Linked DNA regions of Mus musculus: regions 1, 3, 4, 5, 6 and 7 are each linked to region 2. A link is a contact called in public promoter capture Hi-C data. All regions are on one chromosome and are shown on one strand. The core of a region is the stretch at or near the end of the contact, and the rest is flanking DNA. Distances in the headings are between cores, read along the strand shown.

The links. Promoter capture Hi-C pulls out the DNA fragments that hold promoters and counts their contacts.
Region 1: a promoter capture Hi-C map of second pharyngeal arch cranial neural crest shows a contact between it and region 2. The contact joins the promoter of Relb here to the promoter of Cadm4 in region 2. A contact is called at or near these places in 4 of 39 promoter capture datasets (cranial neural crest, embryonic stem cells, frontonasal cranial neural crest and 1 more).
Region 3: a contact with region 2 is called in a promoter capture Hi-C map of embryonic stem cells. The contact joins the promoter of Nectin2 here to the promoter of Cadm4 in region 2. A contact is called at or near these places in 2 of 39 promoter capture datasets (cranial neural crest and embryonic stem cells).
Region 4: a contact with region 2 is called in a promoter capture Hi-C map of second pharyngeal arch cranial neural crest. The contact joins the promoter of Tomm40 here to the promoter of Cadm4 in region 2. A contact is called at or near these places in 6 of 39 promoter capture datasets (cranial neural crest, embryonic stem cells, frontonasal cranial neural crest and 2 more).
Region 5: a contact with region 2 is called in a promoter capture Hi-C map of cranial neural crest. The contact joins the promoter of Bloc1s3 here to the promoter of Cadm4 in region 2. A contact is called at or near these places in 2 of 39 promoter capture datasets (cranial neural crest and embryonic stem cells).
Region 6: a promoter capture Hi-C map of the HPC-7 cell line shows a contact between it and region 2. The contact joins the promoter of Clasrp here to the promoter of Cadm4 in region 2. A contact is called at or near these places in 3 of 39 promoter capture datasets (the HPC-7 cell line, cranial neural crest and embryonic stem cells).
Region 7: a promoter capture Hi-C map of second pharyngeal arch cranial neural crest shows a contact between it and region 2. The contact joins the promoter of Ppp1r37 here to the promoter of Cadm4 in region 2. A contact is called at or near these places in 3 of 39 promoter capture datasets (cranial neural crest, embryonic stem cells and second pharyngeal arch cranial neural crest).

What each region holds. Positions count from the first base shown.
Region 1 is chr7:19,628,137-19,631,040 of GRCm38.p6, forward strand. Relb (avian reticuloendotheliosis viral (v-rel) oncogene related B) reads right to left here and starts at 1,302. Exons shown (of 12, transcript NM_009046.2): 1 at 1,055-1,302. The coding sequence starts at 1,106.
Region 2 is chr7:24,480,563-24,483,637 of GRCm38.p6, forward strand. Cadm4 (cell adhesion molecule 4) reads left to right here and starts at 1,461. Exons shown (of 9, transcript NM_153112.3): 1 at 1,461-1,600. The coding sequence starts at 1,537.
Region 3 is chr7:19,748,048-19,750,854 of GRCm38.p6, forward strand. It overlaps Nectin2 (nectin cell adhesion molecule 2), which reads right to left and starts at 1,526. Exons shown (of 9, transcript NM_008990.3): 1 at 1,168-1,526. The coding sequence starts at 1,255. Gm34744 (a long non-coding RNA gene) reads left to right here and starts at 1,523. Exons shown (of 3, transcript XR_881878.3): 1 at 1,523-1,902.
Region 4 is chr7:19,714,084-19,717,158 of GRCm38.p6, forward strand. It overlaps Tomm40 (translocase of outer mitochondrial membrane 40), which reads right to left and starts at 1,346. Exons shown (of 10, transcript NM_016871.2): 1 at 1,275-1,346; 2 at 898-1,176; 3 at 210-277. The coding sequence starts at 1,171. It overlaps Nectin2 (nectin cell adhesion molecule 2), which reads right to left. Exons shown (of 9, transcript NM_008990.3): 9 at 2,561-3,075. It overlaps Gm38955 (a long non-coding RNA gene), which reads left to right and starts at 1,381. Exons shown (of 2, transcript XR_881874.2): 1 at 1,381-1,906.
Region 5 is chr7:19,506,778-19,509,846 of GRCm38.p6, forward strand. Bloc1s3 (biogenesis of lysosomal organelles complex-1, subunit 3) reads right to left here and starts at 1,593. Exons shown (of 2, transcript NM_177692.4): 1 at 1,528-1,593; 2 at 1-833. The coding sequence starts at 824. The coding sequence ends at 237. Trappc6a (trafficking protein particle complex 6A) reads left to right here and starts at 1,893. Exons shown (of 6, transcript NM_025960.4): 1 at 1,893-2,055. The coding sequence starts at 1,972.
Region 6 is chr7:19,602,808-19,605,797 of GRCm38.p6, forward strand. Clasrp (CLK4-associating serine/arginine rich protein) reads right to left here and starts at 1,679. Exons shown (of 21, transcript NM_016680.5): 1 at 1,605-1,679; 2 at 383-498. The coding sequence starts at 481.
Region 7 is chr7:19,560,977-19,563,676 of GRCm38.p6, forward strand. It overlaps Ppp1r37 (protein phosphatase 1, regulatory subunit 37), which reads right to left and starts at 1,422. Exons shown (of 13, transcript NM_199149.3): 1 at 835-1,422. The coding sequence starts at 1,054.

The sequences.
Region 1 (2,904 bases), core at 52-2,551, 4.9 Mb before region 2:
AGTGTTTTTCTGTATAGCCCTGAGCTGTCCTGGAACTCACTTTGTAGACCAGGCTGGCCTCGAACTCAGAAATCCGCCTGCCTCTGCCTCCCAAGTGCGCCACCACAACCGGCTCTTCTCTAACTCTTGAAAAAAGTTCTGGCTTTTCGTTTCTGCCTTTGACTCCGCCAATCATCACTCAATATCCGCTACTTTCCCCATTAAGGTGGGACTTGGAGGACTCCTGATGCCTCAGGAAAACCCCCGTCTCCGTTCTTCCCTCAGGGCGAAATCCGAGCCCCAATACTTCGTCACTGGAGAACTTTCCTCTCCCCCATCTCGCTGCAGGCCCCGCCCCTTTTCAATCCCATCGTCAGGCCCCGCCCTTCGTTTTCTAAACAGGCCCTGCCCTTTCCCTAGACCTGCCACTACGCCCCACTTTCCCCCACCCCAACCCAAGGGTAAGTCCCGCCCACTCACTGAGCCACACACCTCTTCTTGCTCTTGGAGCCTGACCCCGCCCCTATTTCCTGTCAAGCACAGTCCTGGATCCTCCTCCTCGAGGTCAGGCACCGCTCCTCCTTAAATCTTGAAGCTGGGCCCCGCCTCTTTCTTTGCCTCTAAAGGCCTAAGCCTTGCGGGAGAAGGGTCCCCCTTGTTTGGAGAGAATAAAGCCACTTCCTCGAATTAGGCTCCGCCCCTTACTCCTAAGAGCAGCCTCACCCACTCTGTAAACCAGAAGCCTCCTCTGAGTTTGCCCCGCCCCTGTGTGTATGGCTCCTCCCCTTCAGAGTTATGCCCCGCCCCTCCTCTCGACCGCCGCCCGGCCCGCCCCCTTCTTTGCCTCAGGCTCAGGCCCCGCCCCCTTCTCACTCCTTAGCGGGACGCCTAGCCTGTATCTCCCCGGCAAGACCCTTCACCATCCTCTACCTTCTGCCTTATCCCTCGCGCAGTGTCCCCGCCACCCTTGTACTCTCCGCACCGAAGCGCGAATCCTGCGGAAACCCGCAGATGACTCCGAGCGCCCCGAACTCCCCGAGCCCGAGCCCCGCCCCAGAGGTTCCACTCTGCTTACCCAAGGCCCCTAGCTCGGGCGCGGACTCTCTGGCAGCGCGGCGACTCGGCATGGCCCGGCCCGTAGGGACCGACAGCCCGAAGGCCAGCTCAGGGCGAGCGCACACGAGGGCAAGCCGGGCAGTCGGACAGCCCGGTCGGCTGGGACGATCACCGGCCGGGCAAGCGGTGCAAGGCTAGGGCCGAAGGCCGGGCTGGACGCACGGCGCCCGGGGCTGCGGGGGGCGCCGGGCCGAGCGGGCGGCGGGCGGGGGCGGGGCGGCGGAATTCCCCGGCGCCGCCGGCCTGCGCACCCATTGGCTCGTACCCCTCCGTGACGTCACGTCAAAGGGAATGGGAAAACCCCCGCTGCTCACGTGACTGCGGGGGCGGGGTCGGCCGGGAAGCGAAGGCTTGGCACTTCGCAGGGTCCGGGTGCGAGTCGCTGCCCATTGCCTTGGCCAAGACCACTGAGGTCCGTCCGGGTCCACTTGCGCCCTACCCACAGAACAAGCTGAGAAATGGGCATTCCATTTCCCCTACGAGGGCTTGAACCTGCTATCTTTCAGGCTGGCAAATGAAGCCAGGAGTGGGAAGTTAGCAGCCATTGATAATTTGTTTGAAGTAAAATTTACATAGGGTCTCATCTTGCCCAGACCGATGACCTTGAACTGCAGATCCTTTTGCCCCCATGGATCCTTCAGATTCGTCCCTCCACAGTGCTGGGACGACAGGCATGAACCACCACCTAGTCTATGCAGCACTGAGTGTTGAACCCAGGGCTTCATGAATACTGAGCTACAGTCCCAGCCCGTTGGTGATATATGGCACCTATAACCTATAGAAACCTATAGAAACTTGTATGTTCCATTCCCCTTCTATCATAGCATGTGTGATCAATGATTCAAGCAACCTACGCATAATTAAGCACTTGCCATATGCTGCAGCCTGTAATGAAAACTAGGGTACAGCATTACTAAAACCAGGCCCACTTCTTGCTCCAGAGGCAGAAAACTGCAGCAGTGAATGATGTGGCACCGGTATCTACTGTTGCACACCAAAGCAAAGAGCATTGTTTTGGTTTTGCTATGTAGCTCTGGTTGACATTGAATTCATGATAATCCATCTGCTTCAGCCTGAGTCCTGGGGATCCCAGGCACCTACCATCACGTCCAGCTTAGAGCAAACCTTTTCTTGCAATGAAAGACATTAGGCTCAGGCTTTGAGAACCAAATGGTCTTAATTTTCAAATGTGCCATCTTACATAAACAGCCAAGGACCAGAAACAGGGATGTGGCTATGTTCTATTAGAACATAATTTGATAAATATAGAAATGGGAATATCATGTAACTTTCACACTGAATCATATTCTTTTTCACTTTGTACCAGAGGGAAATGTTCCAGTGTCATAAGCAAGCCCAGGAGTGGACATCTCCCATAGAATAAGCTTGCCAGTCACACACACACACACACCAATCACTGCTTTCCTTGAGGTTTTCCAACTGTAGTGCTGAGGATGTGGCTTGTGATAGAATGCTTGTCTAGCATGTATGAGATTCTAGGCTGTGTTCTCAGCAGCACACAGAAAGATATTGTAGCCACAATATGCCCATTCTGGACAGACAGAGGCAGGAGATCCACTGACAAGTAGTGAGTTCCACTGCATAGCAGGCCCTTGTCTCAACGCAAACCAACAAAATAAAACAAAAAAGAAGGGGGAGAAGAGGGGGAAAATTGGGCTGGTGGTGTGGCTTAGTGGTAGAGCACCTGCCTAGCATGTTGGAGGACCTGTGTTGATTGCCTGGATCTGAGACACGACTGTGAATTCAAAAGCAAAACTGAGAGCCAGGTATGACAGCTCACACGAGTAA
Region 2 (3,075 bases), core at 211-2,710:
GAGCCGAGAATTGGGAAGAAATGCAGCTGCTCACAGCTGTGGGTGGATATGGAGCTACGGTAGAGAACAGAGAGGCTGCTGGGAGCCTTGGTCCTTGAAACAAGATGCTAGGAGTTTTGGTCCTGACATAAGAGTTGATGAATTTGGGACTAAAGACAGAGAGGATGCTGGGAGCTAGGCACTGGACAGGAAGTGTGTCATGTGATGATGACCCTTGGTTGACCTGGATATACAACAGTTTAGAAGTGATGGAGAGAAAATAAAAAGCCGAGCTTTTCAGAATGGGCATATGTTGACCCAGTTTACCTGCTGTCCCTGAGTCCTGTGAGAGGCAGAGGCCACCAGCACCTCACTTTCTTCCTCTTCTTGGTCCTATGAGTCATAAGCCTGCTCCAGGCCTTCAGGTGGCCACAGGGGTGGGTTCAGGGGAACCCACACCCAAGAAGAAAAAAGAGAGCAAAGTTTGGAGGGATGAGTCAGCCCCCCAGGATGAGGAACAGAACCTGAAAGGCAGAGTCACACAGACAGACTTGACTGGACAGTGTGGGAAAGAGTACAGCGTCTGGATGCCATACCTGGAAGATTGCCCCAGGCAGGGGCTTCGCTCTCCCCAGGGCCTAGGGTTAAGACTTCCTTCCAGTCTGGTTAGCTTTCTGGAGGCCCCTCCCAGGGAAAGAAGACTGAAACTTGGCGAGTCATGGTCAGGACTAGAGGGAGGGAGCGGACACTATTCTATGCCCTGCCCAAAGAAGTCCATACCTGCTCAGCCACCCGCTGCTGCCCAGCCTCTCAGTCTTTCCCTGCCCACATTCACTGTGGCATCATCACACTCCTCTCCCCCAAAGCTCACACTCACAGCACACGCCAGCACCCCGCACCTTCGCGCGCTTCCGAGCATCGCCCTCTCGCGCATCTCCCAAGCATCTCCCACGCACCCCCTATGGGTTTCCCAAGCAGCTTCTGCACAACCCCCGTGCATCTTCCCCGCATCTCCCGTGTGTCTTCTATACATTCCCCCGTGCATCTCCCGCGCCTCTCCCACGCATCTCTCGTGCATCTTCCGCGCACACTCCGGTGCATCTCCTGCGCATCTTCCCCGTGTCTCCCGTGCAGCGTCCTCTAGGGAGCTCCGCTAGTCCAGGCTACGCCTGCGCGCACACGCACGCACACCTTTGCACCTTCACACGACCCTCACGACCTTCCGCTCTCCCAAGTCCTCCCCCACTGGCTCCCACGACGCCGTCACGCTCACGCCCTGCCCTCGCGCCCGGGTCCGCATGCTGTCCTGCTCTCCCACCCCCGTGCGCGCCCTTCCGCGCTCCCGTCCTCCCTCTCCCCGCATTGTCTGGGCCCCTCTGTCCCCGTCCGGTCCCCGCCCCTTAGCTGACGCCACGCCCACCAAGGCGCGCAGTGGGCGGAGCAGAGGGCGGGACTGGACTCGGGGGCGGGGTCGACGGCGCGGGAGGTGCAGGTGCCGGGCCGGGAGCGAGCGGCGGCGGCGGTGGCGGCGGCGGTGGCGGCGGCGGCGGCGGCACCATGGGCCGGGCCCGGCGCTTCCAGTGGCCGCTGCTGCTGCTGTGGGCGGCCGCGGCGGGGCCAGGTAGGGTGACGGAGGTGGGGGCCGGGTCGGTGGGCTGGATCGGGGTGACGAGGGAGGTGTGCGTATTGCGGTCGGGTTGGGGAGGGGGTCTCGTCGCTGTGACAGCTGGGTCGCCTGGGGGCCTGCAGAGGCCGGAACAATGCGCTGCGTGGGGGGGGGGGGCTGCGGGAGACCCTCGTCCCCGGGACAAAGCGCAGCGCGGGCCAGGAGCCCAGAGCCGCGGGCAGGGGAGGGGGGACGCGGGCCCCGGCCGCCGTGCCGCAGCCCCCCCACCCCGCACAGGCCCCGATCCCGCGGGGACAAAGGGCCCGAGACCCTCCCTCCCCCTATGTCCCCAAGCCCTCCTTCTCCAGGCCGGTCCCACTGTCCTTCGGTCCTAGTCTTTAGATCTCTCTCTCTCTCTCTCTCTCTCTCTCTCTCTCTCATTTTCCCCCAGCCCTTGTCCTCTGTCCCTCAGTCTTCAAGTCCTGTCCTTCCTTCCCTCTGTCCTCCTTTCTCCTTGTTTCCCCCTTCCCGTTTCTCCACGCCGCCTTTGTCCCCCACCTCTGTCCCTTTTTCCTGGGTCACTCTGCCTGCCCCCCATCCTCTATTCACTCTGCCGCCTCCTGTGCTGCTGTCGTCCCTCTATGTCCCCATTCACCATCTCTCTCCCCGTCTCCTTGACATCCTGTATCTCTTCCCTTCTCTGTCCCCTATCATTCTCCCATTTCTCTAGCAGCCTCTGTTGCCTAGCTGCCTCCTTTCTCCTCTCTACCCCACTGTCTCCCTCTCCCCCAAATCTGCTTCCTCTCTCCATGCATCCTCCATCCTCCTTTTCCCATCTCTGTATCCCTCCTCGCTCCTGGAGAAGAGTGGTGTCAGGCAGGGCAGTGACAGTATAGATGTGTGAAGTGGCATATAGGGAACATTGGCATGTGAGCACACACGTGGATTCCACAAATGTCTCCCCCAAACCCTCCCACCCGTTCACACATCCAAGCCACACTTCACAGAAGAGCCCCCTCCAGGACATCCACATGTCTTTCTCACTCACTATGGGAATCTGGAGGACCCCCCAGCCCCCACCCAAGACACGGTGACCCTGAGGCTGGGGACAAGGTCAGGAAATGTCACCTGAATGCTCACACTTAGAACCCTGTGTTTCTTATATCCACCATGGGACACTCCCCTGCGGTGGGTCAAGTTACTTTGCCCAGGAATCCATCATGGGGAGGCTGCTGGTGAGCAAAGGCAGGGCTGAGGTCTCCTATAGGGAGTTGAGAATTGGGACCAGGTGGCCCAGCCCTCTTTCCTGGCTCCAGTTCTATCCAGTGAGAGTGTTGAACCGGATCCATGTCTGACAATGTGAGGGAGCTTCTAAGTTGAGTGCTGCCACACCTGCCACCCCAAGCAAGGGTTGCCGCTGAGGACAAGGCTGGGGGCAAAGCCGACCTTAGAAGTTCTGCCTTTCTTCTGCAGACTTCTGTAGTTGCTTC
Region 3 (2,807 bases), core at 276-2,775, 4.7 Mb before region 2:
AGAGGAGGCTCCTCCCATTTACCTCTCCAAGTGCTTCGAGGACAAAGGCGTGACCAAAGGAGAGATAAGGTCCCGAAACCAGGAGTTGGGACTCTTAGCGCTCCAGCCCCGCCCCGCCCCTCCCAAACTAGGTGAAAGCGATACCGGAAAACTTCCCCAGGGACGTTGCCACTCACAAGGAAAGGGGGAAGGGGAGGAAAACTGCAAACCTCCCGGGCTCTGACTCTACCTGGGACACAGCCGACTAAGTTCCCAATTTCAGGCTACGTCTTTAAGCCTTTGATTATATTTGGGGGCAGAGGGGTAAAGGTCAGAGTCCCTTGATCATTAAATTCCATTGCCTACAGCTAAATCCGAACCTGCCAAGATAGTGCCTCTGGACCCTAACTGCACCTGGACCCCAGCGAGCAGAGCTCTTTGCCCACAGTTAAACCCAAGACCCACAAGTTTGAACCCCTTTTCTCCAATTCTATCTAGACCCGGGTTAGGCTCGCCTTCTGAGATCCTGGAGGCAGAACCTCTTAATTTTCCCAGAACCCAGGGGTCAGTGTCTGTAAACTCCCTGAGGCTTGCACTCCAGACTCACACCCTTCCTGCCCCTGAGTGCCCCCAACTCTCATCATTGGTTTGCCAAGGGCTCCCAAAGACCGAACTCATCCCCCCCCCAACACACACTCGTCTTGGGAACCTCGACTGTGGGTCCCCTCGCGCCCAATTCTCCCCGGGCCTCGGATGCCCAACCCAACAAGAAGGAAAAGAAAAAAAAGGGGGGGGGGTGTCGTCCCTCCTCACCATCACGACCCTCCAGCTAGTGTGAGTGGGGGGAACATTCTCCACATTCCTGAGGGGGGAGAGCAGAGACGGAAATCCAGATTCCGGATAAGTGATCAGCACAGGATGGGGAGGATTTAACCCTTTCCACGCCGAGGGAGGTGGAGGGGGTCAGAAACCCGGGTTAGAATGGACACTTGTGATTACGCGAGGTGCAGAGAGGGAGGTTAGGAGACTCGGAGAGAGAGCCCGGTGTGTTGCGAGAATCTCGATCAGTAGGGCCAACCTAGAAGGGGGCACGAGGGAAAGGGGCCTCGGGGAGCTGGGAGTGAGGTGGGGGACGATGCCCCGTTCCCTCCCTTCTGAGGACTGACGAAGGCATCCGCGCGTTTTCACCTGTTTCCTGAAGCAGGAGCAGTAGCAGCGGCAACAACGGCAGCGTCGGTGACAATCTGGACGGCGGGAGGACTGCGGCCCGGGCCATGGGGGGCCCGGGGAGGGACTGGGCCCGGGCAGGGGGTGCCTAGGGACCACTCTTCGTGTACCGATCGGCTGGGAGGGCAGTCAGGGGTCTGAAGTGTCCGGCTCCAGGCCGGCTTCCGCCGCTCACGGCTCCCCGGATCAGTTCGTTCGGCCCAGCTTTCCCTCGCCTGGCTCTCAGGATCCGCGCCCCCCGGCCCCTCGCTTAGCTCCAGCGGGCCGGACTCATGACGTCACAGGCCCCGCCCCTCTTCGCCAAGCCGATCCTAGGGCTCAGGCTCCGCCCCTCTCAGGGCTAAGACCCCGCCCATCCCGCGTCCCACACCTGTCTGGCCCCACGATTCTATCTCCGCCTTCTCCTGGAATTAACTATTTGACCACGCCCACTCGACATGGAGCCACGCCCACACACAACCCGGGAAGACCCACTGCGCCCCCTACTGGTCACTCTAATGAGACGCGGTCACACCCCCTTCTAAACTTCCGGTCGCCTCCCACCAGGAGAAGCCATGCCTTCTCGCCCAGACCACGCCCCACTGCCCTCTGGTTAGCCTGAGTATGTGGGCTCTCATAGGGCCTCCCTTCCTGAGGCACCGCCCCTTGGTGAGGCCACACCCCTGTCCCAGCCTTTCTCCTAGTCCTGCTGCTGTGGTAGGTCGGGGTCACTTCTTAGTGGACCCCATTTCTTTCTGATCTCTGCCCTGGGTTCTCGTGTCGCCGCATCATTTCTTTCCAGATTTCTCCTCTTTCTCTACCTCTGAGTCTCCCTCCGCATCCCCATGTTTCTCTGTGGCTCTGCTCTGGTGTTTCTTTGTCTGTCCATGTGCCTATGTCACTTAGTCCCCGTGTCTCGTTGCATTCCTTTGACTGTGTGCGTCTCTCTTTGCGTCCCTGTCACTTTCTGTTTCTTGTCTCATAGTTTTTTTCTGTGTCACTCTTAATATTCCTGTCCCTGCATCTGGCCTCTGCGTCCCTCCCACCCAGTATCCTTTTTTTATATCGCAGCCTTCCGCGAGGGGGCAGCATAAACCAACCCAGCAGGCCGAACCCCGCTGGGTGGGGCTGGACCAGTCAGTCTGTCCTCTGGCCCTACCAGTCCCTTCCGGTTGTCCTTGTCCCACTTTCTCTATCTCACCAGAATCCTGTGGTCTTTGTGGCTGGTTTTGAGGCGGCCCTTTTGTCTCTTCGTAGACGCTCCACCCTCCCCACCCCCACCCGCCTTTTCACATTCCCAGGGCCGCCGAGTGGAGCTAATGAGAAGGTCCACTTGTTGGGGATGGGGGAGGGGAACAGGTACTCCGCTGCTGAAGTACCTGACAGCCAAATCCTCCCCAAGGGCCAGGCATTTGGGGGTTTCTTGTGAGAGAGCCACCTGGGCTGGGGTAGGGCCCCTTCTCCACCGGCCACATACATGAAGCCCCTCTCCCATGTGGCAAGGCCCAAGGAGTGGACCCTGGCTCTGACCAACTTGCTTTCCACTCTTGTTAATGCTCCTATTTGTTTGCTTGCTGATTATTTTGTGTGTGTGCAGGCCGTGCTGACTTCTGAAGGGCAAA
Region 4 (3,075 bases), core at 96-2,595, 4.8 Mb before region 2:
GTTTTGATATAGGGTCTTTTGATGCATGCTGGTCTGGTCTTGGGAGTACGATCTTCCCACCTCTGCCCTGGCCAGTGGTGCCATTGGAGTGCTATCTGAATCTTGCTACCTACCAAAAACCCCAAGCCTTTAAGAGTGAGGGGATCTGTATGCATGGAGGAGTATCGCTGTTGTGACCTCTGGAGGGTCAAGGCACCAGAAAGGCTCACCTGGAAACGGTTGCTCAACCCTTTGTTGACTGTAAGTTTGACACCTTCCATCTGAACTGGAAACAGCTCTGCAGAAGAGAGATGCTGTCATACCCCAGATTCTTCTCCCATCCCAAGCTCTCTTCACAAACTCTTATCTCACTAATTCCACCACTAGAGGAACCTTGGCCCTTTGCACATTTTAAACCCAGTGCAGTCACCTCAACTTAGGAAATTCACTCTCCTGCCTAACTTCTCATGCTTACAGTTCTCACCACACAGAACTGTCCTCAGTATTTAGTAAGTTAACACACTTAACTATCGAGAGTAAGAATGTCCTCCCTCTTATGATCAAATTGTCAAAAGATCCTAGGCTAGGATCCTTGGGTCGAACCCCTCACAGGAACATTGGGGAAAACCTCTTGACACCGTGACCTTGGACTATAATTCCCTTCCTGATCACACTCCTGAATCTTGGTGGGGTTGGTCCCCTGGCTCTCAGTACCCTAAGACTTCTCCCTCCTGCTGTGGCATTCTTCCCCAACGAGTTCATCATCTGATCGCAGTTTCGAGCCCCAAGTTCAAGGTCCCACCCTTCCAATCCATCATCAGCTTCCAACGTTCTGTTTAATGATTGCAACGATGTGCGCCAATCCTCCGGGGGGTCCCTTCCCTTTCCCTGGGGCTACTCGGGCCTGGCGCCCCTCACCCTTGCACTTCCGGTGGCACTCCTCGAACGTCCCCGGGTTGGGCAGGCATCCGCAGCTCCCATCTTCCGAGGCCGCCGCAGCGCCGCTGGCCGCAGCCCCGGGAGTCCGTTCCGAACCACGGCCAGTGCTTGACCCAGTGCCCAGGCCGCCGCCGAGCGGCGGCAGAGTGAAGCCTGGCGGCGAAGGAGGCGGCGGCGGGAGCCCCACGAGGGACGGCGTAGGAGGCGGCGGTGGCCCTGCGGGCGGAGAGCTGGCAGCCAACACGTTCCCCATGGTATCTGCGAGGGGAAAGGTCAGAGGGCAGGGATCGGGGCGACACGCACACCCCCGGATGCAACCCCAGGCCCTTCCCACCCAAAGCGGACTCGGCTCTCACTGGCGGCCGCGGCGGCTCCTCTTCCCGGCCTGGGCTCCGCTCCTACCCCGTGCGCTAAGCGCAACCGAACCCGCTGCCGCCGCCGCCACCGCTGTTTTCCCGCCCCATGGATTCTATTGGTTCGGTGTCCTCCGAGATCCGCCCACCGCCCTAGAAGAAAGACATTCTATTGGAGAATTAGCAGGAAGTTCCACCCTTCTGTTGAAGCCCTACTCCTATTGGTTCCTAGTCGAAATCAGTCAGTGCAGCTTCCTCTACCTTCCTATTGGCTCGTGTATCCCAAGTTCATTGGTTCGCGACGCCGCGGGGCTGGAGCTAGTTCGCTATTTGTCGATAGCACACGCATTGACACGCCTACCTGCTCATTGCCCCGCCCTCCTTTTGGAGGCGCGGAGACCCGCCCCAGAAAATGCCTTGACTATTGGTGGACCTTGGCTCAACTCACATTCTAATTGGCTACAGTATGTCTAATGGGCCGGCCATGGTGACGTGCGTGCTAGGTCTCTCATTGGCCAATGCGCCAGGGTCAGGGGACATCAGTAGAGGTGCGTTGCGCTGCAGACGCTGCTAGGCAGCAAGGTCAGGTCTCGCGTCCCGACAGGCACCGCGGTGGAGAGGCAGGGTCCCCGACGGTAAAGCCGGAAGTGCTGCCCCTTCCCACAGTGCCTCGGGAAGGTTTCAAACCAGTTCTGGGATAACCTGCCGGCCTCTGCCTACCCACAATGCCGCTTTCTCCCTTAACGCCGCAGCTGCCTTGACCCCCCCACCCCCTTTTATTTTTTTACCCATCATGCCGTCTGCTCCTTGCGTCACTGTAGCTTCTATCTTTGGCCCATTCATTCCTTTCCCATTACCCAGCATTCATTCCCCCATTCATTGAGCTTCAATCCCTTGGCTCGGTTTAGCTCGTGTCTGCCTGTTCACGTTTCCCATCCTTCCGGCCTTTCTCTAATGAACTATCTTGGAATCTTTTACCTTCTGGCGACTACCCACTACGCCTACAGCCCTCGTTTCTTACTTTGCTTCTGGCTCATTCGTTTAGCTCCATTACCCATCACGCCTTGGGGGCTTCATTGAAAATAGTATTTGCCTCATGATCTTAGACACTTCTTGCATGCCTACCGTTTTTTCTTTTGGTTGATGCGGTTTTGCTTATGACTCATTAATTTCTGGGGCATTTTTTTTTGACTTTTTGGGGAGGGAGGGGAGTCCATTCTCTGTTGACTTACAGATCACGGATGCCTTTCAAGCTTCAGGCCTCATTGTACCCCACTCACTTCACATCTCACAGAAAACACAAGACTTTATCAAAGTAGAAACTCATATTATGTAGGAAATGCTTACAAAATAAAATTCCCAACCCAGATGCCCAGATTCTCCATCACACACACATACACACACCATCCCCTAAAGAGGGATATGTAGTTCTCATCTCACTGGGTAGGGGTTAAAAGAATTCAGTAGTCCTCAGGATAAGAGCAGAGTCTCCCAAACTTGGGGTGGCAAGGCACACTTGCATTAGGTTCTCCCCTCTAGCATTGGACCTGGAATTCATGCTCTGGAGACAGGAACCTGGGTGCTGAGGAGAGGGTGTGAGAAACCTGAGATTCCTGCCTGCAGGAGTAGGTGGAGATGGGGAGGTCCTACCTTACATTGGGGAATCCTCTCCTTTTCACCTTTGGGGAGCAGGGTGGGGAGGGATCAGGTGAGCTTCTGCTGCCTGGAGGGCTCAGGTCTGAGCAACAGGGAGCCCCTGATCCCGTTCTTGCATATCTGTTGGACTCTATTGCCTGAGGACAAG
Region 5 (3,069 bases), core at 343-2,842, 5.0 Mb before region 2:
ACCAGAATGGATAGGGGCTAAGCTACTTGATAGCCACAGAACCTGGGTTGGGGAGCCCGGAATTGTGCTAAGAATATCAAAGAAGATGCGAGGATTCGGCTTCTGTCGGCATTGATCAAATGCTACCACGCATTGGAGGCCTCGGTGATCCAGGAACAAAAACAGAGTCAGATGCCACAGGTGGTACGAATGTTCACCAAGAGGCAGAGTCAGGTGGGGGGACACAGAGTGACAGCCTAGGCTCTAGGTCCCGGGTCCTGCTCGGGCTCCATACCAGGGACCCCTCGTATGTCCGGCAGCAAGCGACAGCCAGCCACGATATCCAGGCGCTCGGCGAGCGCGCAGAGGTCCCCGCGCGCCAGGCGCACGCTGTGGGCGGCTGCCAGCCCGGTGGCCTGAGCAGCCGCCAGCCTCCCCGCCAGGGCGGCCACATCGCGACCCGCACGGCGGTACACGCCGCTCACCGCAGCCGCTACGTCGTGGTCCAGGCGCGTCTGGCTCTCAGCCAACCGGAGCTGCAGCAGCGAGCGCGCAGGCGCCATGGCAGGGGTCTCCTCCGTGCCCCAAGTCTCCGCCGGATCGCGCTGCACCACGAGCGGGGGCAGGTCGACCGGCACAACCGTGGGCTCGGGCTCAGGCTCCGAGTCGGTCTCCGCCGCCTCCCCGGCCACACGCAGCCCCGTGGGACGGCCGCGCGTAGGGCCCGAGGGACCCAGGTATAGTTCCTCCTCGGACGAGGATGCAGACAGCTCCGAGTCGGTCTCCGCAGCTTCCCCAGGTACCACTGTCCCCGGCCTTCTCCGCCGACCCTGGGATGACTCCATGGCACGGAGCTGGAGAAGAGGAATTGAGCGGACGTGAGGTCCCGAGTCCCAGCCCCTTCACCGCCATCCCCAGCGAGTCCTGACTTGGGCCTCAGTTTCCTCGTGTACACATGGGTTGGAATTGTGCACCTCTGTATCATTTGTGTGCACACCGGGGACATCAAGGACCGTCCAGGCAAAGCCTTAGAACTAGGTCACACGAGATGGCTCAGCTGGGAAAAGGCACTTGCAATCAAACCTGACGCCAAGAGTTCGAACCCAGGGACCCACATGGTGGAAGAAGCGAACTGAGGCCCGTACAGTTGTCCTCTGAGCTCTACACGCGTGCTAGAGACGCACGCGTATATATACATTAACTAATATAAAATAATAATAATGACTTTAATTCCCAGCACCGGAGGAGAGGCAGGAAGATCTCTGTGAGTTCGAGATCAGCCTGATCCTCAATAGTGCCAGGCCATCCAACATTACATACATAGTGAGAACTTGTCTCAAAATAATACTGACAATAATAAAGTAAGTTTTAAAAGCTTTGTAACCAAGAGTTCCCAGAGTCCCACCAGCACAGGCCACACCCTCCACTGTCCTCCTGGCCAGCGAGCACTTGGCCGCAATAGGCACCAGGGCAAACAGAAAGGACAGCCGCCCGAGGGGACCCTTAACAAGAGCCACCGACACCAGAGTCCCGGAAGGAAGGCCATACCGGGTCTCCGAGGCTCCGAGCCCAAGGGGTCCGCTGCCTGGCGGAAGTGAGCCGGTCTCTCGCAGCGTCACGTGAGCCGAGTTATGGCCAATAGGAAAGCGGTTAGACAAGTCGCTTCCGTAGTGTGGGTTTATTTATTTATTTGCTTATGTATTTAGGAAAATTCCGTTTGACGCGTAAATTTATTTTTTTTAATCTTGGACCCTCACAGGAATCAGAGACTCAGCCAATTGGATGTCCGAAGACTCGGGAGCAGGGAGGGAAGCGAAGAAAGGGCGGAAGATGTTAACAGCGCGGCCAAGGAAGGGGCTCGGTGGACCCGCCTCCTGGCTTTCAAGAAGCAGGCGGAGCTAAATAGGATCACCAATCAGATCGGGCCTACCTCCCGAGCTGACCAATGGGAGCCGGAAGCGTTGGCCAGGCGTGAGGGTCGCGAGGCGGCGTATGGCGGACGCGGTGCTATTCGAGTTTCTGCACACCGAGATGGTGGCGGAGCTGTGGGCCCCGGACCCGGACCCAGGCTCGGGGGTGAGCGGCACGCCGTGGCCTCGGGGTGGAGAAGTGGGGTGTGATCGAGCCTTATGGCAGGTCATTGCTGAGGCGGAGCGAGATGACTTGGGTCAAGGCGCTCAGTTCTAGGCCTCGTCCTGGGGCGCCGTTGATAATTAGGGTAATTGGCTGTTATTGGGCTCAGATGAGGGCTCGCCTCACCACCCACTTAGTATGCAACTCAACATCTTTAATCTTCCTATCCTTCCGTTTCCTCCTTAGAAAATGCACCCTCAACCATACCCGGTCTCATCTGTCCCCTCTGCCTGTGTGCTGGATAAAGTGCGTGCTGATCGCGCTACACCCCAGCACACAGTGAGTTTTTTAGTATGGATTTGCCCCTGTAATGAGTAAAGACCCCACCCGGTAATGTGGAAGGTGGCGCTGGGATCACTGAAATATTGTAATCAATAATAGTTACCACCACTTATGTGTTCCTTTGTGCCTTCCTGTGTGTCATACTCCCATCCACCTCCCATTGTCTTCCTTCTCATCCTAGGGAGGTCATGAAGAAGCTGCTTTGTGCAGAGGCACATGCTCTGGGAAGGAGGGAGCCTGCTTCCTCTCTGCTCTGTGTCACCTTGACTCTAATAAAGAGATTAAAATAGCTTTCTGTGAGCCTGCACAGATATGAGCTTGCCCAGGGCTCTCCTCGTAGCTCCTAACTGCTGCCACCGACTGTGTCCGTACTGGGGGCCCTACAGCTGAGGTAATAGAGTTAGTGGGAGTGTGGCCCGATCATCAGGTCTCAGGAGCCTCCCTGATTTTTTGGGAGGGTGGGGGTGGGGGGGTTCGAAACAGGGTTTCTCTGTGTAGCCCTGGCTGTCCTGGAACTCACTCTGTAGACCAGGCTAGCCTCAACTCAGAAATTCACCTGCCTCTGCCTCCCAAGTGCTGGGATTAAAGGCGTGTGCCACCACGCCCGGCTGCCTCCCTGATTTTATAGGCTACATGGCAGTTTGAACTTCCATGACTGTGTGGGAGTTCAAGACC
Region 6 (2,990 bases), core at 429-2,928, 4.9 Mb before region 2:
CTGCACCAGACACAGCAGACTGAGGCAAACAGAAGCCCTCACGTTTACACCAACCACTATGCTGAAGAAATGACTATGGCTGAGCATGGTAACAACACACACCTGTAAACACAGGCAGGAAGAGTATGAGTCTGAGGCCTGCCTAGGTTACCTAAAAAGACCATCTACCTAACAAGAGACGGGGTAAGGGCAGCTCAGGTGGTGCACTGCACGGCCCAGACTTCTATCTCCAACACCATAGAAAAATGGCCACAGTGGAAGGGGGTGTGGGGGAAGACGACTAGGATTGTGAGGAAAAAGAGCTCTTGCCTTGACACACCTCCAAGCCCAGGGCCCTTCCCTCTGGAGCCCGCCCGCCCCACACTCAAGTCTGCTCACTCACAATCTTCTCATAGTACTCCCGACGCCGCTCCGCCCTCTTCTTGTAGTCCACCATCATGCCTCGAAGTTTCCGCTCATGCTTCCGAGCCTCGTGCCACATGGTGCTGAGGCTTCTGCCTGAGGGAGGAGGGCACCAGACATGTCAAAGGGACTATAAAGACCACGTGGGTAGAGTTACAGTCCTCTGACATGTTGGGGTTGATCCTGATGGACTAAATTCCAAGTCCCATGGCTTCAGGGGAGAGAGAGACCCTGCTGCAGACCAGGACGCTGAGTGCACAAAAGGACTCCTAACAGTCCTGTGGCAGTAGCTCCAGAACTATGAGAAAGCTCTCTGTGACCTAGGTAAGATCTTCTCCTGGGAAAAAAAATCCTCCTAGATTCTGCTCGCTAAAGTCCATATGAAAGACTATAGAGTAGATAGCCTTTGGAAGGCTGATGCAGAACTGTCTTGAGTTCAAGGCCAGCCTTGGTTACACTGTCCAGTGTAACCTAAATATGGAGATCCTACTTTAATTAAAAAAAAAATGGCTGGGAGTGATGGTGCATGCCTTGAATCTCAGCAGTGGGAAGGCAGGACAGGCAGATGTCTGAGTATGGAGCCAGCCTGGTTTATGTACTAAGTTCCAGGCTAGCCAAGGCTACATAGTGAGATGCTGTCTGGAAAAATAAAAATGGAATTTTTGAAATAAAAGGAATGTCTGAAACCGATCCGTAGCTGCCAGGGCTGGGCTCACAAGAACCCCTAAGATCCCTCTGCAGGAACCATGCATGGTACGGGAGGGGGGTGCAGCAGTGTTGTAAGGTAGGTTAGTGGAGAGAGGCAACAGCACAGCCCAGACACGCTTGGGGAGGGGGGTGAGGCCAGGTGAAGGGCGTGGACAGAGGATGAAGATGGTCAGGCGGCTGAGCTCTAAAGGAGGGACGTGAAGCCGGCCAGGCAGGCTAAAAAGAGAGAGTGCGGCCCTGGGCCGGAGCGATGGGTGAAAGACAGGGACGGAGCTGCGTCTGGGGACCAGGGTCCGTGCCGAACCCCAAAGCCCGGATTCGGGCCTGAGGAGGGGCGAGGGGCGCAGCCTGAGGCCTGTCAGGGCGGAAGCAGGCGGGGCCGCCGTCGGGGCCCGGCGGACACCCACGGTGATCTCCGGAGCGCCTCGGACAAGGATGAGGTCGACTGCCACCGCTCGGAAGCCGGGAGGTCGGGGTCGGATGCCTGCACTCACCGGCCAGTCGCCGCCTCCCACTGCTGCGCTCGCGCGCGCTCACGACCCACACCGGAAGCGGAAGTGAGAGGTTGAGCGAAGGAGAGAGGCGGCGCTGCACAAAAGGCACTTCCGCGGTCGAGAGGAAGGGCTCTGGGATGTGGGCGTGGCTCTCGCGATTATGGGCGGGGCCTGCAGGGTGGCACCATCTGGGACCTGTCCTAAAAGTGAGAGCTTAAGTAGAGGAACCCAGAATTCCAGACACGTTTTGTTGTTGTTTTTAAAGATTTATTTCTTTTAGGGGCTGGAGTGGTGACAATCGATTGAGAACTGGAAGCTCTCGCCAAGGTCCTGAGTTTAATTGCCCGCACTCACATAGGGCTCACAACCAGTCTCTTTTTTTTTTTTTTTTTTTTTAAAGATTTATTTATTTATTATATGTAAGTACACTGTAGCTGTCTTCAGACATTCCAGAAGAGGGAGTCAGATCTCATTACAGATGGTTGTGAGCCACCATGTGGTTGCTGGGATTTGAACTCTGGACCTTCGGAAGAGCAGTCGGGTGCTCTTACCCACTGAGCCATCTCACCAGCCCAACAACCAGTCTCTTAACTGTAGTCCTATGGGATCCAGTGCCCTATTCTGATGTGCATACATGCCGAGAAAACACCCATATGCATAAAATACAAAAATAGAAAAGTCTTTTTAAAAGATTTATATTGCCGGACAGTGGTGGCACACGCCTTTTAATCCCAGCACTTGGGAGGCAGAGGCAGGTAGATTTCTGAGTTCGAGGCCAGCCTGGTCTACAAAGTGAGTTCCAGGACAGCCAGGGCTACACAGAGAAACCCTGTCTCGGAAAAAAAATATTATGTGTATGCCTGAAGGTGTATGTTTCTCTGAGATGTATACACACACATATATATTATATAATTTTATTTAATCCTATATGTACATATATATGTATACATATATGTACGTGTATATGTATATATAAATATATATGTATACACACAGACATATATGTGGGATTAATAAAAATTATCTGTAGGTTGTGTTCAGTTAATTCAACAATAGCAGGCTAGGAACAGAAAGGCCAAGAACTCAGTAGATCAGTAGATGCTCGGGCTACAAGGCTGGATGCCTCAGCTGGTCTTCAGTATACACTAGAACCACAGAGAAGGCTCTAACGCCAGTGAAGGAATGGACTTGCTAGCAAGACGATGGCAAGCAGGCAAATACCTAAAGCTTCCTTCTTCCACATCCCTATATACAATCCAGCAGAAATCGTGGCCCAGATTAGAGCTGGATTAAAAGTGTGTCTTCCCATCTCAAGATCCAGATTAGAAATTGAGCTTCCAGGGGCTGGAGAAATGGCTCGGCGGTTAAGAGCACTGACTCTTCTTC
Region 7 (2,700 bases), core at 172-2,671, 4.9 Mb before region 2:
GGTTAGCTTCCATAGAACACGGCCAGTGGGTGACCTCACTTCACAGGCTCCACCCAAGCAAAACACAATTCAGCTCAGAAATGGGATTAGCCTGTGTCCATCTCCCCAGCAACCTTTTCCCTTTCAAAGCCATCAAAGCCAATGCACTCCTCCAAGTGCCCGTCCAGTTCCACCTCCCCACCAACAGGCCTAGATCTTAGATCTTCCCATCTCCCAACATGTAAGTCACCTTCTGTTGAGTAGGGAATACTGCCGAGTCCTTCCCCAGGTAAACCCTGGTAAAAGCGGGCTCCGCGTTCTGCTGCCGAACCTTACTGCGGAATTCCTCGCACACAGGCAAACTGGCCACCTCGTCCTCTGCTTTACTACCTGCTGCCTCTGACCCTCCTTTCCCAGTCGGAGGGTTTACAAACTTCTGTACAGTCTGGGTTTATTTCCGTCCTCGTTTCAGCCAAAAGAGCAATGGCCATAGCCGGCTACGCTTTGCCTCCTGGTTTACAGACCAGCTGCTTCGCTCTCACCATCCCGTGGACTCAGGCACTTACCTTTCCCCCAATACTATAACCAGGCTCTCTTCATCTATCCCTGAGTGTACCATGAACTCAAAGGCTGGCTGCCAGCCTCCCAAACTCCCAAACAAGGTTAGGCTTTGAAAACCCAGTCCTGTGGACCTTTCCAGCTCTCCCGCCAACCCCTCTCTGCCTCCAGCTCTAACCTAGGCACCGTTGAAATCACCAATAAGTACCATTTGCCGCGGGCCACCTCCGTGGGGGTCGGCCCTATGGCGGTCCCACCCGCCTCTAGGCTCTCCCCCGCAACCCTCGCCAAAGCTACCGTGTCTCCAGGGGTCTTTGGGCTCCACCGCTCCAGACACGATGTCCTCGTCAGATGGGAACGTGACACGCTTGGCAGCAGCCTTAAGGCGGCCATCGGCCGGGGGCGAGGTCCCGGTAGGAGACTCAGCTTCGGCGGAGGCCTCCTCGGTCTCGGCCTCCGCGTCCGCGTCGGCGTCCGCGCCCGGCCCGGGCGGAGCCTCCTGCGGCGGGATCTCCATCGCCGCCGCCTCCTCCTCCTCACGGGGGCCCCGGGGACATGCCCCGGGCCCCGGACTCGTCTCTCCGGGTCCTCCCGCCGTTCCGGGGCATGGGCTTCGCCGCTGCCTCAAGCGCCGCCTCCGTCCGCTCCGTTCGTCGTCGTCGTCGTCGTCGTCGTCGCAGTCGCCGGGAGCCCCAACGCGCCTCCGCCGAGCTCCGCGAGTACCTGCTCTTCCGCAGCCACACTTTCGCTACAAGCCGAAGGGCCCGCTGCGTACCGAGAAAAGCATAGCACCGACTCAAGCTTTTGCTCTGAAAAAAAACCGTGTCGAGGACGACAGGAAGACCGGAACAAAGAACAGTAAGCTCCGCGGAAAAAAGAAACGTGACCGGCGAATCTGCAGAGCCAAACTGCAGAACACAGAGGCGGGGCCTATGAACGCTGTCTCCCGGAGCGCCGCGCATGCGCGAGTTCTAGCCGCCCCCTCCCGCCCCCCACAAGCCAAGCTGTCAACAGTCAGGCTCCCGCACATTCGTCACAAGCCCAAGTAATTCGGGAAAGGATTCAATACAAATCCTATAACCGCGGCCTGCGAGAGGGCTGTCAGCGGCTAAAGCCGTCTGAGTTCGTAAAAATAGAAGAATCGCCTCCACAAAATTGTCCTCTGATTTCTACGCGTCTACAAGAAATGAGTAACTTAAAATATAAAATACGGATCAGATATTAATTAAAAAACCACTTGCTGGACATGGTAGTGACTCGCCTTGTGAACCGAGCCTTGGAGAGGCTGAAGGAGGAGGTTGCGAATTCGAGGCTAGGCTGGATTACAAAGGGAGCCTCAGACAAGCAGGTGCTACAGCAGGAGACCCTGGTGGGGCTAAGCCAAGTACTGGGAGCAGGATAAAGTGATGGAGGTGCTGAGAGCTGAGAGCCAAGCTGAATATCGGATGAGTACGTACAAGTGACAGAAGCGACAGAAGAGCACACTTTAGCACAATTTTCGTCAAAATTGTATCAAATGTAAATTACAATATTAGACGAGTCTGCTAGGTATTCATGAACCTGCTATAAAAACAAAACAAAACAAAAACTGGGAGCAGGAATTCCAAAGGCTCGGGATGAACCAGCTGACCAAACCTGAGCGAGCCTAAGCCACACCTCCAAGGGGTCGATTCCAAAGCTCAGGATTCATCTGGGCACTTTCGCTTTTCCTTCTCAGCTCATTAAAGCCCACTGGCACAGGGACTGAAACCACAGAACGGGATTTGAGGAGGGTCGAGCACAGCATTGCCAAGTAGAGAGCTAGGCTGGAACTGGAGGGAGGCTCCAGTGTGAACTGATAACTGAGACCACTGCTAAGGGTAGCTGCTTTCCTCTTCACAGTTGGGGGTTAGCACACTTTGGAGACTGAGAAGTACCAAAAGCCCCTATAATTAATGCAAACCTTCAGTTACATTCTGAACTCCAAAAGGCATTAAGTGGGCTTTGTTTGGGGGGGGAGGGTTGGGTTTTGTTTGGTTTTACTGGTTCTCATGTAATCCAGGCTGCCCGCTGACTTGCCATGTAGGAAAGACAGGCTTTATCTCTGGCTCCTCCTGCCTCTACACCCCCTTCCCCACACCAAATGCTGGGATTACAGACTTGGGTCACTGTGCTTAGCTAGGA